2 separate regions of the Oryctolagus cuniculus genome follow, and region 2 is linked to region 1. A link is a contact called in public Hi-C data. All regions are on one chromosome and are shown on one strand. Each heading gives the region's core, a stretch centred on a gene start, on an enhancer-like site or on the middle of the called end of the contact. The rest is flanking DNA. Distances are from core to core; before and after follow the strand shown. Region 1 holds the start of MECOM (MDS1 and EVI1 complex locus). Region 2 overlaps MECOM (MDS1 and EVI1 complex locus).

Region 1 (6,724 bases), core at 2,770-5,269:
TTTTTTCCTCCTCCAAAGCAGCCTGAAATAAACAAATACACGTATATTTGCAAACAAATCTCTGTTTGAATCTGGGTTTCTTGGATGAAGGAAGACCCAAGTGGGCGGGTGTTCAGAAGAAGCCTGAGCCCCCGCTTCTTAGCTGCCAGGCTGCGGAGGTGAGCAGTCTTAGGGCGGTAGACAGGCCGGCTTCTACCTTTCCTACTTCAGCAGAGATTAAGTGCAGAAGTAACAAGTGCCTCCCGCCTCGCAGTGCTGCTAATCACACAGCCTTCTGCGTCTTTACGAGACTTCAGGGGGGCCAGTAGCTCAGGGGGTTTACTCCGTGCAACTCGTCCATTTCGGTGATTGAAATCCTGCCGGCTGTCACTTGGGGGAAAGGGGGGTGCCCGGGGCCATGGGGTGTCAGGCTCTGGACCGGCTGGGCAGACCCAACCTCACTTCCCTCCCAACCATTTAGGAGAGTTGCAATTGGCATTTCTGGCACGGCCCAGGTGCTGCTCCAGCCGCCCCCCAAAAAAAAAAAACGGCTGCGAAGCCTCTGGCGCTGCCAGAGTCGCCTGGGCTTTTGGTTTTCTTTTCTTAAAGATGGAAATAAAACCCAGGGGCTTTAGATAGTAGAAAGGTGGACCTACTTGCTTTTCTCTCCTTTATCTTTTTAGCTAAAATTTTAAGTCTCCCTCCCCAAATGATTGACAACGAATTTATCAGTTTCGACTGTTGTGTAAAACATGAGCCGGACAAGTTGGCCACTGACTTGTGCCGCCTTTCTCGGCGTCACTTTAGTAGGCATTTTCAGGGTCTGTGGTCTCTGGTCTTGGTCCATGGGTTCCTGCACCTGAACTAAGACCAACTCAAGACTTGCAGCCGCCAAAGAAATTCACGAGAACAGACCAAAAGAACAACAAGCCATCGAGAAAACAATTATTTCTATGTGATTTGCTTTCACTGTAATGTTCACTTGTGCCACAATACAGGTATCTACGTTTTTTAAAGGATGGTCACACTGTCTCTTCCCAACCCAGAAAGAAAAAGAAGCCGTGCGCAGAAAGAACAGCGAAGTTTTCGTTGGACTTTTGCACTGCAGGGGTCACCAACCACCTCCGCCACGCGCTAAGCTGGGGGAAGGAAATAGCGATTTAAAATACAAAAAAATCCGTAGTTTTCATACGATTTCCTTTATTGCCCAGATTGTCACAGAAAAATTGCCCAAAGCTGCGCTTCTGAGAACGGCAGCGGCGGCGACAGCAACAGCTGGAGCCGTGCAAGTGGGAATCTGAGGCTTAGCTAGGAAAGTTGTTGAGAGTTGGGATCCACTCTGAGAACGCGGCCGCGGTATCCTTAGAGACGGCGCAGACTGAGAAAGGGGTCTCCCACCGGTTGAATGACAAGTACCGCCGGATCGGAAACGAGGGGGTTGAGGGGCCTGTACATGCGGGAATATTTTTAATGCAGCAGCGCACAGTTTGCTTGGCAATCAACGGTTGAAAACATTGCTCAAGAAAAGTCGCAGGTTTTGTGTTCTGCTTTCACTTCGCTGGGTACCCGGCCACGAGACGCGGTGCCTGGGGCGTCCAGCTCCGGACTTGGGCACGGCAGACACAGGCTCTCCGCGCCCCACCATTCTCATTCTCTCTCTCTCTCTCTCTCTCTCTCTCTCTCTCCCTTAAACCGTCGTCGGTGGGAACCCGAGCCCTCAAGCCTCTGGGCGTCTGTACACTTAGTCCCTCTCAGCGGAAAATTAAGACAACGGCCTCATTTAAAAGCAAACGGGAAAAACAGTTGCACTGGCGCGCTTTGACACTGTCGCACCGAAGTGAAATAAACAAGACCCAAAAGAGAAACAGATGGGCGCCTGACCCATTGAGACTCAGTTAGGTGGACCCCTGAGGCTCGGAGGAAAGGAAACACACTGCGGAGTGCGGGAGTGCTCGGGTGAGGACTGTCCGAGGCGCCGGAAAGGAAGGGCTCCTAGGATGACAGCATCACGCCCGGCACCCGCCGACTCCCACCGCCCGCCACGCCGAGCCCGCCGAGGGGCGGCCACCGCCTGGGGGGGGCGTGCAGCGCCTGCCAAACCTGGTTCTAAACGGCCAGGGACGGGGAAGGGGGGCCTGGGGACCTCGCTGAGGAAATGCAACCCCCTCCCCAATCTCTCATTTCTGGTCTCTGGTCTACCAGCAAAGCGCGTACAGTTCTGTTTCCACCAAGTGCAAATGTGAGGAGGACCAGGGACGGCCTGGTCTCCCTGGGAGCAGCTCCAGCCCCGCGTGCCGACGCTGCTGAGGGCGCCGCGGGCTGCTCCAGGGCTCGGCGCCACGAGTCCCCTTAGATTGGGGGTAGAAGCATTTGGACAAACCCACCCGTGTTGCCTACACAACACGCCGTGTCGGATGGTGTCGGCTCGGCAGGCCACGCCGGGACAGTCACCCAATACTTTGGCTGGAAGAGTGAGGAATGAGGGTCCCACGGCCCCCAGCCCCAAAGCCAAGCGGCCTCGTCCCGCGTGACTAAGGCTGCAACGCACTGGGCAGGCAGGGGGCGCCGGGGAGGGTTCCTGACCCGGGACCCGGACTGCACCCAGCAGAGCGAGAGGTTCAACCGCACCCCCTCCGCGACCCAACGTTCGGGCAGCTCGCCCCCTGGGGGTCGCTCGGCGCCCCGCCAGCCCCTCGTTCGCGGTTCGGAGAGCGCCCTCTCGCCCTCCCAACTCCTCGGCAACCGCTGGCCGCGCGCCCTCCATTCCCGGCTCTCCACGCGCTTTCAGGGCCTCCTCGCGGCCCACCTGCCAGTGGCTCTGAGGAGTCGGGAGTTCGGCTGTGGTGGTACCCCTCACCCCGCGACTCAGCCCCCCCTCCACCTTTGTCTCCCCCACTCCCTGCCCGGGTCCTCCCGCCGCGCCGCGCGCGCCGGCCAGCATGGCCGAGCGCACAGCGCCCACTACTGCAGCCGCGGCTCGGCGCAGCCCGCCCGCCAGCCCGCCCGCGCAACTTCCAGCGGCCGCCTCGCAACTTTTCCCAACTCCACCAGTGCCGCCCGCCGCCGCCGCCGCCACTGTGGCTCCCTCACAGCCGGCCACCCATCCCAAGCCCCAGAAACGAACGAAGGCTCGGGAAGGCTCCCTTCGCCTGCCCGCCCCCCACCCCCGCTCCCCCTCCCACCCCCGGGACCAGCTGGTTGGCCAGAGGCGACTCTCCCCCGCCTGGGGGGAAGGGGAGGGGAGGGGGAGACTCTCCTAGCCTCTTCCCCCCCCACCCCACCCCTTCGCGCTCACTCTCGCGCGCTCTCCTCCTCCCACCCCCGTCTTGGCCGCCCCCACCCCCACCCCCACCCCGGGGTTGCCACAGCTGGTCGGTGCGCGGGGCTGAGGGCTGCCGGGGCTCCTCCGGCGCCTAGACCAGCAGCGCGAGCGCGGGCGACCGGGCTCGGAAGCTGGAACCGGCAGGTTGCTGGGGCTGCGCTGCGCCTGCCCTCCTCCCGGGCCCCGGCGCAAGAGGCAGCCCGCGCTCCCTCCCGGAGCGCTGGAGACAGATATGCAAGATGGCAGAGGAGGGGGAAAAGCCAATAGAAAAGGGATATTGCACCTACTTGTGGCCAGTTTCCTTGCCCTGCCTTTGGATCTCATGCTGTGCCCAGTCCTGCAGCCGCTGGTGTGTGGTTGGGGTTTTTTTTTCTTGGATCTTTTCCTTCTTTTTCTCTCCCTCTCGCTCCCTCCCTCTCTCTCCCTCTCTCTCTTTCTCTCTCTCTCTCCCCCTCTCTCCCTCCCTCTCCCTCTCTCTCTCTCTCTCTCTCTCACACACACACACACACACTTTCTTCCACACACTCTCTTTCTCTCTTTCCCTCACTCTCCCTCCCTCTCTCCCTTTCTCTCAATCCACACTCGCTATCTCTCCAGCATTGTCAGTTTGGACACCTTCGCACATGCGCGCTAGACGCCCCTCCAACATCTCAGCGCCGCCAAAAAAAGTTTGGAGCGATTTATCACTTTGATTTGGAGATCTTGTCAGATGGCAATCGCCGAGGAGGCGGAGAAAGCGAGCTGCGGGGAGGGCGGCGGGGGGCGGGGAACGAGCGGGGAGCCGAGGGGAGCAGACACCTCGCCCAAAAAAAAAAAAAAAAAAAAGGAATGAAAAGACTTGAGTAGAGGGTTTATTCCGTGTTGGAATTTTATTAAGCCCGTGTTATAATTATTATTGTTGTTTTTCTCATATAAATTACAGACATTTTTCTTTATCATCCATGAGGAAAGCAAAAAGTGGAGGGGGGAAAAAAACTTAAAAAAAAAAAAAAAAAAAAAAAACTCTTTCCCCTCCTTCGGAACTAGGAAAAGGCTGGATCTTCGGCAAATGACCCAGGGGAAACTGAGAACCATCCTGAACTTGGGCAATCTGCTGCCGCCGCTGCTCCTGCTGCTGAAACTATTGTGGCTCCCGTTTGCAGAGCTGGAAGCAGAATAATAACTGTTTCTTTCTCGAATTTAGGTGTCACACCAGCGCTCTCTTCCCTCCTCAGAACACCTCAGTAGTGTATCTCCACCCAGTCGTAATGACCGCCCTTGACTCCCTCGTCCCGGCGGCGCGGACGTCGGCATCCCAGACCTCCTGCCTTCGCAGAGGTCGGCTGTCACCTTCCGGCCTCCCCCAAGGCTGCCGGGGTCGGTCGCCTCCTGCCGCTGCTCAGCTTGCCTGCCACTTCCACTCACTCGCTTAAACTCACAACCTCTGGGGGTCACAAGCCGGAGGAGGAGAAGGCAAGGCACCCCCCACCACACACACACTTTTAAAATATACATTATTGAAATTTGCTTTAATTACAGGATTTACCAGTGAAAGGGGCACTCAGAAATGGGAAACTCCTAAAGGAGCTAGCGGTGTTTGAGGTATGAATCAATCCCAACCAGGTATAGATTTTTCTCTTGGTACAACCTCCTTGCATTAAACAGTTTTGTTCAATACCTACCATGTGCTATTTATGTCCCCAATAATATCTGTTGCAAATCCTGCCAAACACCATAAAAGAAAATTACAATCTTTTCCGTCTGCATGCTGCAACAATACATCCTTGATGCTGAGGCTAAAGGAAAGGGAAAAGAAAAGCAACTTCTAGGCAAGAGTATGGCAAAGGCAGGGGAGGGCACCTGTGACCATCGAGAATGCCCGGTTGTACCTGTTGGTATTTATTGTCAAAACTGGGACTGGGGGGTGTGAGACCAAACAGCCAGGTTCAACCGCAAGAACATCAGTGGCCCGCAGATAGGTATTTCTATTCAGGAGAGCCAAAGTTTAGAGGATTCACCCTGGCAAAGGACGCCCACCGTTTGTTTTTTTTTTTTTTTTTTCTTTCTTTCTTTCTTTCTTTCTTCCAAGCTGTGTAATTCGGGGGCACTGGCTGTAAGATACAGGTCCCTGGAGAACCAAGCTACAGATCCCAAGGGAGGTAGATGTGTAACCTTGAAATGTGAGAAAGGGAAGAGGGGGCAGGGAGTAAAAGAGGGAATCGCCCAGAGTAGGAATAAAACAACCTCCAGAAGAGAAGGCTCTGGTGCCCACACACCCAGGGCACAGGGGAACTCTCCTCCCCTCTGGATGAAAGGGACACCTGGGCTCTTTGCAGACCTACAGTTCCTGTTGCCTGTACGTACAGGTGAGTGTTCTTACACACTGGGTGTTGTAAATGCACTAGTCACTCCAACATACTGACGGTGGGTCCCCACAAGTCTCCAACACGAAAATGTTGAAGCCTTGAAGTTTAGGTGGAGGAGTGGAAAAGTGGGACTTTGAAATATCTAGGGAGAGAAACACTAGGCTGGCAGCAAGCTCACACAGCTGCTTCTGATCCGCTCAAGGGGACTGTCTGGGGACCACTGCCCAGAGCAGAGGAGGGAAGGGATGACCCCTGCTGTCAGGACCCTGCTCCCACCCCACCCCCCTACGAAGGGAGATGAGTCCACTGGACCCTAGCACCCAAAGACTCCAAAGTGTCCTGGGCAGAAGGAGAAGGCTCTGCCTGGCAAGTTTCATTTCACCATCTCACCCTTAAACACTTGGGGGGAGGGGAGCCCCGAGAACTGCCACACCTGTCATTAATTCATTTCCCCTGTCCCCAGGGAGGTTGTCCATGTCTGGGTTCCATTGGAGAGAGGAGGAGGTTAAGAAGGATGTGGATGAATTTTCTAGAAAATGAAGAAACCAGGGAACCAAACCCTGAGATTAAATACCATACACACAATTGATGTTGGGCTGCTTGTTGCTGTTGAGAAATTTTAAACCACCTGGCGGGCTAAGGGGTGGGGTGAGTTCTGTGAGGGGAACAAGGTGGGAGGTGGAGGACTTCAAAAACCCGAATGAGCTTCCGAACCCCAAATGGAAAGGTCCCTATCTTCTAAACTTTTCTAGAAGGGAGGGGTGGGTGAAATCGAGGCACTGTTGGAACACCTTCCCCTCTGGTTTTTTAAGTCCTGGGGTCGCCTTTGCTCCAGCGCATGGGTCGTTCTCCCAGGGTTCCAAGAGTTTTGGGATAGGAGAGCAAATGCAGCCCTTCTAAGTGACATAATAAACACAAAATCTTCTGGGCCCCCAGGCCAAAGCGTTGTGAAAAGACAAGCTCGCGCTAGCGTGCTCTCTCGCGCGCGCTCTCTCTCTCTCTCTCTCCCTCTCCCTCTCTCTCTCCCTCTCTCTCTCTCTCCCTATCATAAAAGTATTCACGATACCATCCTTTTTTT
Region 2 (6,724 bases), core at 2,237-4,736, 110 kb before region 1:
CAAGGGAGCCAAAGTGAGCCAACATTTTGGTTAGGGGTACTGGGATTATTTGTGACTTCTTTCTTTTCTATATTTTCCAATTTTTTCTGGTGTGGGCATATTTTTTATAATAAAAATGCTTTCTAGAAATTGGTGTCTAATAAATTATAATGAATACACACAATAAGAAAAATATAAACAATTATAATAAAAAGAGAAATATATATAAACAGTTAAGGAAATTCAAATACAAATAAAATTTTAAAATTTTAGATTTTTTCTAATAATCAGACATTTAAGTTAAGATGTTTAAGTTGTTCCTATTATAGTATAGAACACAACTCTGTACTGTAATAGTAACAAAAATTTTAAAGTTCTATGCTTTTTATTATGAAGGTGTGTGATTATGGAACTTTCATACACAGGTAGGAGTAAAGATTGAGAGAATCACTTTGGAGAGCAACTAATAACACCTAATACAGCTGAAAAATGTGACACATACTTGTATGTTATAAACTGTATATACATCCACAAAAGGTTTACAACAACATTCATTGCTGTATACTACATTTTAATCAGTAAGAAAATTGATTAGTACAAAGTAAATAAAAATTAAGGAATTTGGCCTAAGTGAAATATCACAGATAAATCACAAAAGCATGATGTTGAGAGAGAAAGAAACTTAGTATAATATGAACAGTTGGCCTCATTAAAATAAAGTTTTAAAACATGCAAAATCATGCTGCATTACAGATACATACATTGTAGCAATGGTTTAAAAACATGCATGAGGTAGCTAAACACCAAATTCAGAATAATAACAATTCTGGAGAGAAACAAAAACTAATGGGATTGAGGGTTTCTATTCCAGAGGATCTTGATTCTAAACAGTAAGGTAACACACATACACATGTGCACACGTGTGTACACGTGTATATGTGCCACCTGAAGCAAGATCAGCAAAGCATTTTTAGAGACAACTGGGTGTATGTCTGCAACAGGTGTCCATTACTTTGTCTTCTTTTCCTGATACTCAAATATTGCAATGAAAGAGTGAGCACCTAAAACTAGCCCTTCACGTAACAGAACAAATATTGCAAGACTCACTCCTACATCACCTCAGTCCCATCAGAATAGCTAAAACCCAAAACAGAGTAACAAATGCTGACAAGGATGTGGAGAAAGAGGAATACTTCTACACCGTTGATGGGAATGTAAATTGGTGCAGCCACGGTGGAAAACAATATGGAGATTTCTTTAAACACTAGAAATAGACTTACCACATGATTCAGCAATCCCCACTTCTAGACATATACTCAAAAGACATGAACACATTGTGTAAAAGAGATAGCTGCACCACCATGTTCATATAAGCACTGCTCACAATAACCAAAGTATGGAATCAATCATGGTGTCCATCATCAAATGAATGGATAAAGAATATGTGGTGCATAAACACAATGGAGTATTATTCAGCTGTAAACATGAATCAGATTCTACTACTTGCAGCAAAATGGATGCCACAGGAGGGCATTATGTTGAGAGAAATAAGCCGGAAACAGAAAGAAAAAAAAAGCATGCTCTCCCTTATATGTGGGAACTAAATTTTAAAAAGAAAAAAAATCAAAAAAGAAATGCCTGTGTATATCAGTACTACAGCAAATACAGTTTTGTCAAACTTTGCTGCATACCTTTGTCAAGCCAATTGTTAATAATGCTATACTACTATGGTTTTAATGATCTTGTGAATACTTTAAAATTTACTGTATGTGGGCTAACTGGTCATCTTTCCATTTAACTATTGTTTATAGTCCTTGTCTATATTCCCACTAAACTAGGATCTTTTTATTTTTACTTGTTGAACTTGACTATAATGTAAATTAAAAATGTTATCTCAAAAGCAAAAGAAAGAATGAAAGGGAGGGAATATTATTATATACTTAGAGTTGTATCTATGCACTGTATTGAATCTGTTAAAAACTAAAATAAATGTATAAATAAAATAAAATAATCTTATTTCTAAACAAAATAAACAGGGGGCTCTGAATGAAATAAATAGGGCTTAAAACCAACATAGATGCACAGATGTTGGTCCGGCTAAGTGAAGCCATTTGTTTGCTCCCACTTGCTTTGGGGTGTAGGGCGTGTTAGAAATGTTGCCTTTTTCCTGGGGATAGAGACAACAACCCATCAGGGAAAGTTGCGGTTGACCATGGTGAGAACTCATTGTCAAAAACCCTGACATTGTAGTTTAAAGTGCTTCAGCCCTAGATATTGCTACTTAGCTGTGTCACAGCAAGAACCTAGTACCTTACCCTCTGCCACAGAAAGGCTTGAAAACTATCAGAGCTTCCAGAAACCCCCAGCTCTCCAGAAAGGAGCCAAGCTTGGAAGGACTACAGACTCAGTGTCAGGGAAAGCCCCAGTCAACATTCAGAGAGCAGTGCTTATCCCACAGATCAGCTTTTAAGACAGAAGAGACACTGCTTTGAAAGGGGCCACATTCTAAGCTCCTGCTTCTCCTTGGAGGCAATGATTATTCTTCTGTTCCAGCAGAGGGTGCACCCTCGCAGACAAGCCAGCCAGCATCCAGCAACCAGCACTCAGCTGTGGCCAACACCCAGCCCTGCCCTGGCAAGCAGGTGTGGGGACGAGTAGGTTCACAAAACCAACTGCACCTTCTTAGATCGGCACCCTGCGGCCATGCACACCTGCAACCAGTCCGCTCTGCCTCCAAACATCAACACGGCGGGTTATCTACTCACACTTACAAACTGAATAACAGGAGATTTTGTATTGACATAGCCGTGATTCCATGCTCACTAGAAAACATCTTTCAAGGACAAGTAGCCCAAAAAACGTCAAGGCCAATCAGCCCAAAATGTATGTTGTTTGACCTTTTGGCCGTGTAACTTGCATCTGGAGGCAAATTTGGAATGTGGAGCAAATCAGAGTGAACGGTCGTTTCCCTTCCTTCCGGAGTACTTCAGGAGCTTTTCAGGATTCAGCCTGCAAGCTGCACTTTGTTCAAGCCAGATGATCAGTCCCAGTGAGAGAGGGCTACTGGACAGGACACTAAGTGGACAACAGGCTCAGTGATTCATAGATTCCTCTGCGAAGCAGTTGAGGTGTTTTTAGGACAGAAGGAAAGGAAACGAGGCTGAGTCAGTTTTCAAATATGTGCCCCTGTCATAAGATTAACCAGAATTACTCACAGTTATCATAGTCACTCCGAAAGGTCAAGTACTGGCGTGCTTCTGGGACTTCAGAATGATTCTGCCCTTCTCTATGGGGAGTGGCCCAGAAAACCCATAGTCTGACCCAGAGCCCATCTAAAATCAATTGTTCACTTAAAAATGGTTACCCTAGGGGCAGGTGTTTGGCCTAGCAATTAAGATGCGGCTTGGGACACCTGCATCCCATATCAAGACAGGGTTTGAATCCCAGCTCTGTTCCTGGTTCCAGCTTCCTGCTAATACAGACCCTGCGAGGCAGCAGTGATAGCTCAAGTGATTCCTTGCAGCACATCCATATTGTATTCCTAGCCTGGCCCAGCTCTGGCCATTGCAGGCACGTGAGGAGTAAACTAGTGAATTGTCTGTACACATGCACACACATGCGCATGCCCCCTCCCTGTGTCTCTGCCTCTATGCCTCTCAACTAAATAAATAAAAAGTGTGTACCATAATGCAGTAAATGTGTCTTATCGGGGGTAAGCTATTTAATTATTTTAAAAGATGGGCAGCTTTTTTCAATAAAGGGACGTAACTAGAAGCATTAGAAGCAATTGAAGAAGATCCATAGAATAAACTGCAATGATCCTAGCCAAAGGGTACTTAATATGTTTTTTAAAAAGAAAAAGTTGATAGCAGTTGCTAAGGCAACTCAAATGGACAAGAAATACTTTGTGTTCATAAGAGAAAATGTCATATGTAAATATATACATATAAAACAGCCACACATATTTGATAGCTAAATATTAAGAACACCAAAGTCTTGAGCTTAATGCTCCTTTTAGTATACACTTGCTTCAAATTAATACAGGACAAAATGACGATAAAGGAGAAAATCAATTAAAATTCAATAAAAGAAAAATAACGCCCATACACTATTTTTTCTTTAAAGAATGAATATAAAAAACATAGGCGAGAAACACATTCCCAAATTCTATCTTATATTTAAATCCCATATTCCAAATTTCCAAAGTATGTCTTAAATTAGCCAAATGGAGATAACATTCAGGTGCTTCCTAAAATACTTTAGAGAGAGCTACTTTCATAGAAAAAAATATATATATACATGGCCCAAGTCAGTCGAGTGAAGCAAATTTTCCATTTGAATTATCAGATTCATTGCCAAGTTCTCTATTTTCTTTCCTTTTAACACTGAGCAGTTTACTATAATAAAGTCTCACATGAAGAACTCTGTATACATATTAATTTCACCTCACGTAAAAAGCAGAGCACTTCAGGTGGTCACACCGACCCTGAAAATCACACCTGAACACACATACTCAGAGGCCACCTGCAGTCCCAGGAGAAACTGACACATGAAATCCCTCTGTCTTTGTCAGGTAAATTCTGCTGGGACACTGCAAAAGGTTCCGGCTCAAGAGAACAGGAGGAGCAAAGGCAGCATGTTGAGCACATCTGGCATGCTTCTGACTGTAAGTGTTTTCTCCCACACAATGTTCACACTGTCTCATGAGGTGCCCACTCAGCGTGGCTAAGTGGAACTTCCCAAGGTTACACAGTAAGGCATGGATACAGTTTGAACATGGTAGGGGCAGAACCACTCTTCAATTCTGAACCACTGTGCCTAACAAACACCATGGATAGGATAGGCATCTGATGAATGTTGGATTGAACCTGACCATAAGGTCTACCCACTTAGATCACTTTGATGCATCTAAAAGCATAGTAGCAGAAAGCCAAAATGTAGAGAGAGGGGTAACAAGAAGCAGCCATCAGCTCAGGTATTCTGTAGCTTCAACTCCCACCTGCCTCCAATATAATCTTCTTCTAAGCATTATCTCTACCCATTTCTGAGCACTGGGCCACCATGGGCTTGCTCGCCCAGTGATTACCAGCCTTGGCAGGGTCAAAGGCTGTTTGCTCCTCACTCCACTTCTTGATAGAGCTGGGAGCCATGAAAACACAGGCCCTATTATGACTTTCATTTTCCAGTTCTTTGGGATGACCCAGATACTGGGATGTGCTGGCTCCCAACTTGCAGCGCTACTCCAAAATCCCACCAATTTGCAAACAAACATTGGGAACAGAGGCCCAGATGGGTATGATGGGTCAGAGAATCTTTCCATTGCTCTCATAGAGGGATTTTAGGCAAAGGATTTGAATCTGCCTGGAACGAATACCTCATGTAGTTACTAGAAATATCTGTAGGAGTTTGGATTCTCTAACATGGGTGCAAGAGAGTGTCAGATTTCACAGCCCCTATATATGCACACGGATAGTCTGGGGAAGGGTTTTAAGAAGCATAGACATGAAGTCTATGAAGAAGGTGCCTGGCATGTGCCCAAGTGACTGTCCCACAGGATCCTGCATAGCACATCACCATCTGCTGGGAGTTTAATGGAATGTGCTGTCTCGGGTGCTCCCTCTGCACTGGGGATCAGACTGTCCTAATGTTTGTTTTGCTTTATTTATTATAGCAGCCCAATCCACAATAGCTAAAATATGGCACCGACATAGATGCCCATCAAATGATGACAGGGTAAAGAAAATGTGGTATATTTACATGATGGAATATTACTTAGCCATAAAAAGAATGAAAACCTGATGCTTACAACAAAATTGATGCAATTGGGGATCATTATGCTAAGTGAAATAAGCCAGACCCCAAAAGACAAATATCACGTTTTCTCTTATTTGTGGTAATTAATATGGAGAGAGAGTGCAAAAATTGTGTGGGTGTCTTATCATTCAGTTTATAGTTATAAATATTGCTTCACTGAATCATACCATGTCAGTGAAAATATACTCTTTTTTTCCACATTAAAACAAAAACAAATGGAAAGCAGGGAATAATGAGGACCCTTGGGGTAACAGTATTTTTTTCTTCATTTGGGTGTTGTTATGAGTATTATCAGATGATAAAACACTTATTTATCTGTACATGCATGTGTATTTCTTGGTTTGTAGAATGTATTTTAATAAATGTTGAAAAACAAAAGTCAGAGAGACAGAGATCTCCCATCCACTGGTTCACTTCCCACACATCTGCAAACAGCCAAGGCTGGACTAGGCTGAAGCCAGGAATGAGGCTTTCAGTCTAGGGCTCCTATGTAGGTGGCAGTGACCCAAGCACGTGATCCATGCCCTGCTGCCTCCCAGGATGTGCATTTTCAGGAAGCTGGAATCGGGAGCACAGCCAGGCCTTGAACAAAAGGTCTCTCATATGGGATGCAGGTGTCCCAAGCAGTGTGTCAACTATTGCACCAAATCCCAACATAAGCCTCATTTTAAAAATCAATAATAATGGCAAAAGCTACAACCACAATTTGCTGACTGCCAGGCACCATGCAAGGTTCTTTCCCCGTTCTAGCCCCGCATTGATGGCACCTATTGTTATTTCTGCCACTTTGCCAATGAGGATATGGGATGGGAGTTTAACACCCTCCACAGGCCTCCACCAGTGATGGGGCTGGATGCCAATTTGGATCAAATCAGCCAGGTAGCCAGCACACAAATCACTCTACTCTCAGGAGATGGACCTCAGGCCCCGC

Evidence for each region. A called contact is a pair of places that touch in the nucleus more often than the background predicts.
Region 2: a Hi-C map of an unstated tissue shows a contact between it and region 1, with 2.3 times the contacts expected there. The contact joins the enhancer-like site here to the promoter of MECOM in region 1. A contact is called at or near these places in 4 of 6 Hi-C or Micro-C datasets (ear pinna, liver, psoas muscle and 1 more).

The regions. Positions count from the first base shown.
Region 1 is chr4:110,630,013-110,636,736 of mOryCun1.1, reverse strand. MECOM (MDS1 and EVI1 complex locus) reads right to left here and starts at 4,019. Exons shown (of 15, transcript XM_070072552.1): 1 at 3,589-4,019. The coding sequence starts at 3,625.
Region 2 is chr4:110,744,218-110,750,941 of mOryCun1.1, reverse strand. All of the region lies in intron 1 of MECOM (MDS1 and EVI1 complex locus), which reads right to left. Among named protein-coding and RNA genes, the nearest start is that of MECOM, 110 kb to the right of the region's middle. Within about 2 kb of position 3,486, at least 2 of the 8 cell types and tissues checked have an H3K27ac peak or open chromatin away from gene starts, as enhancers often do.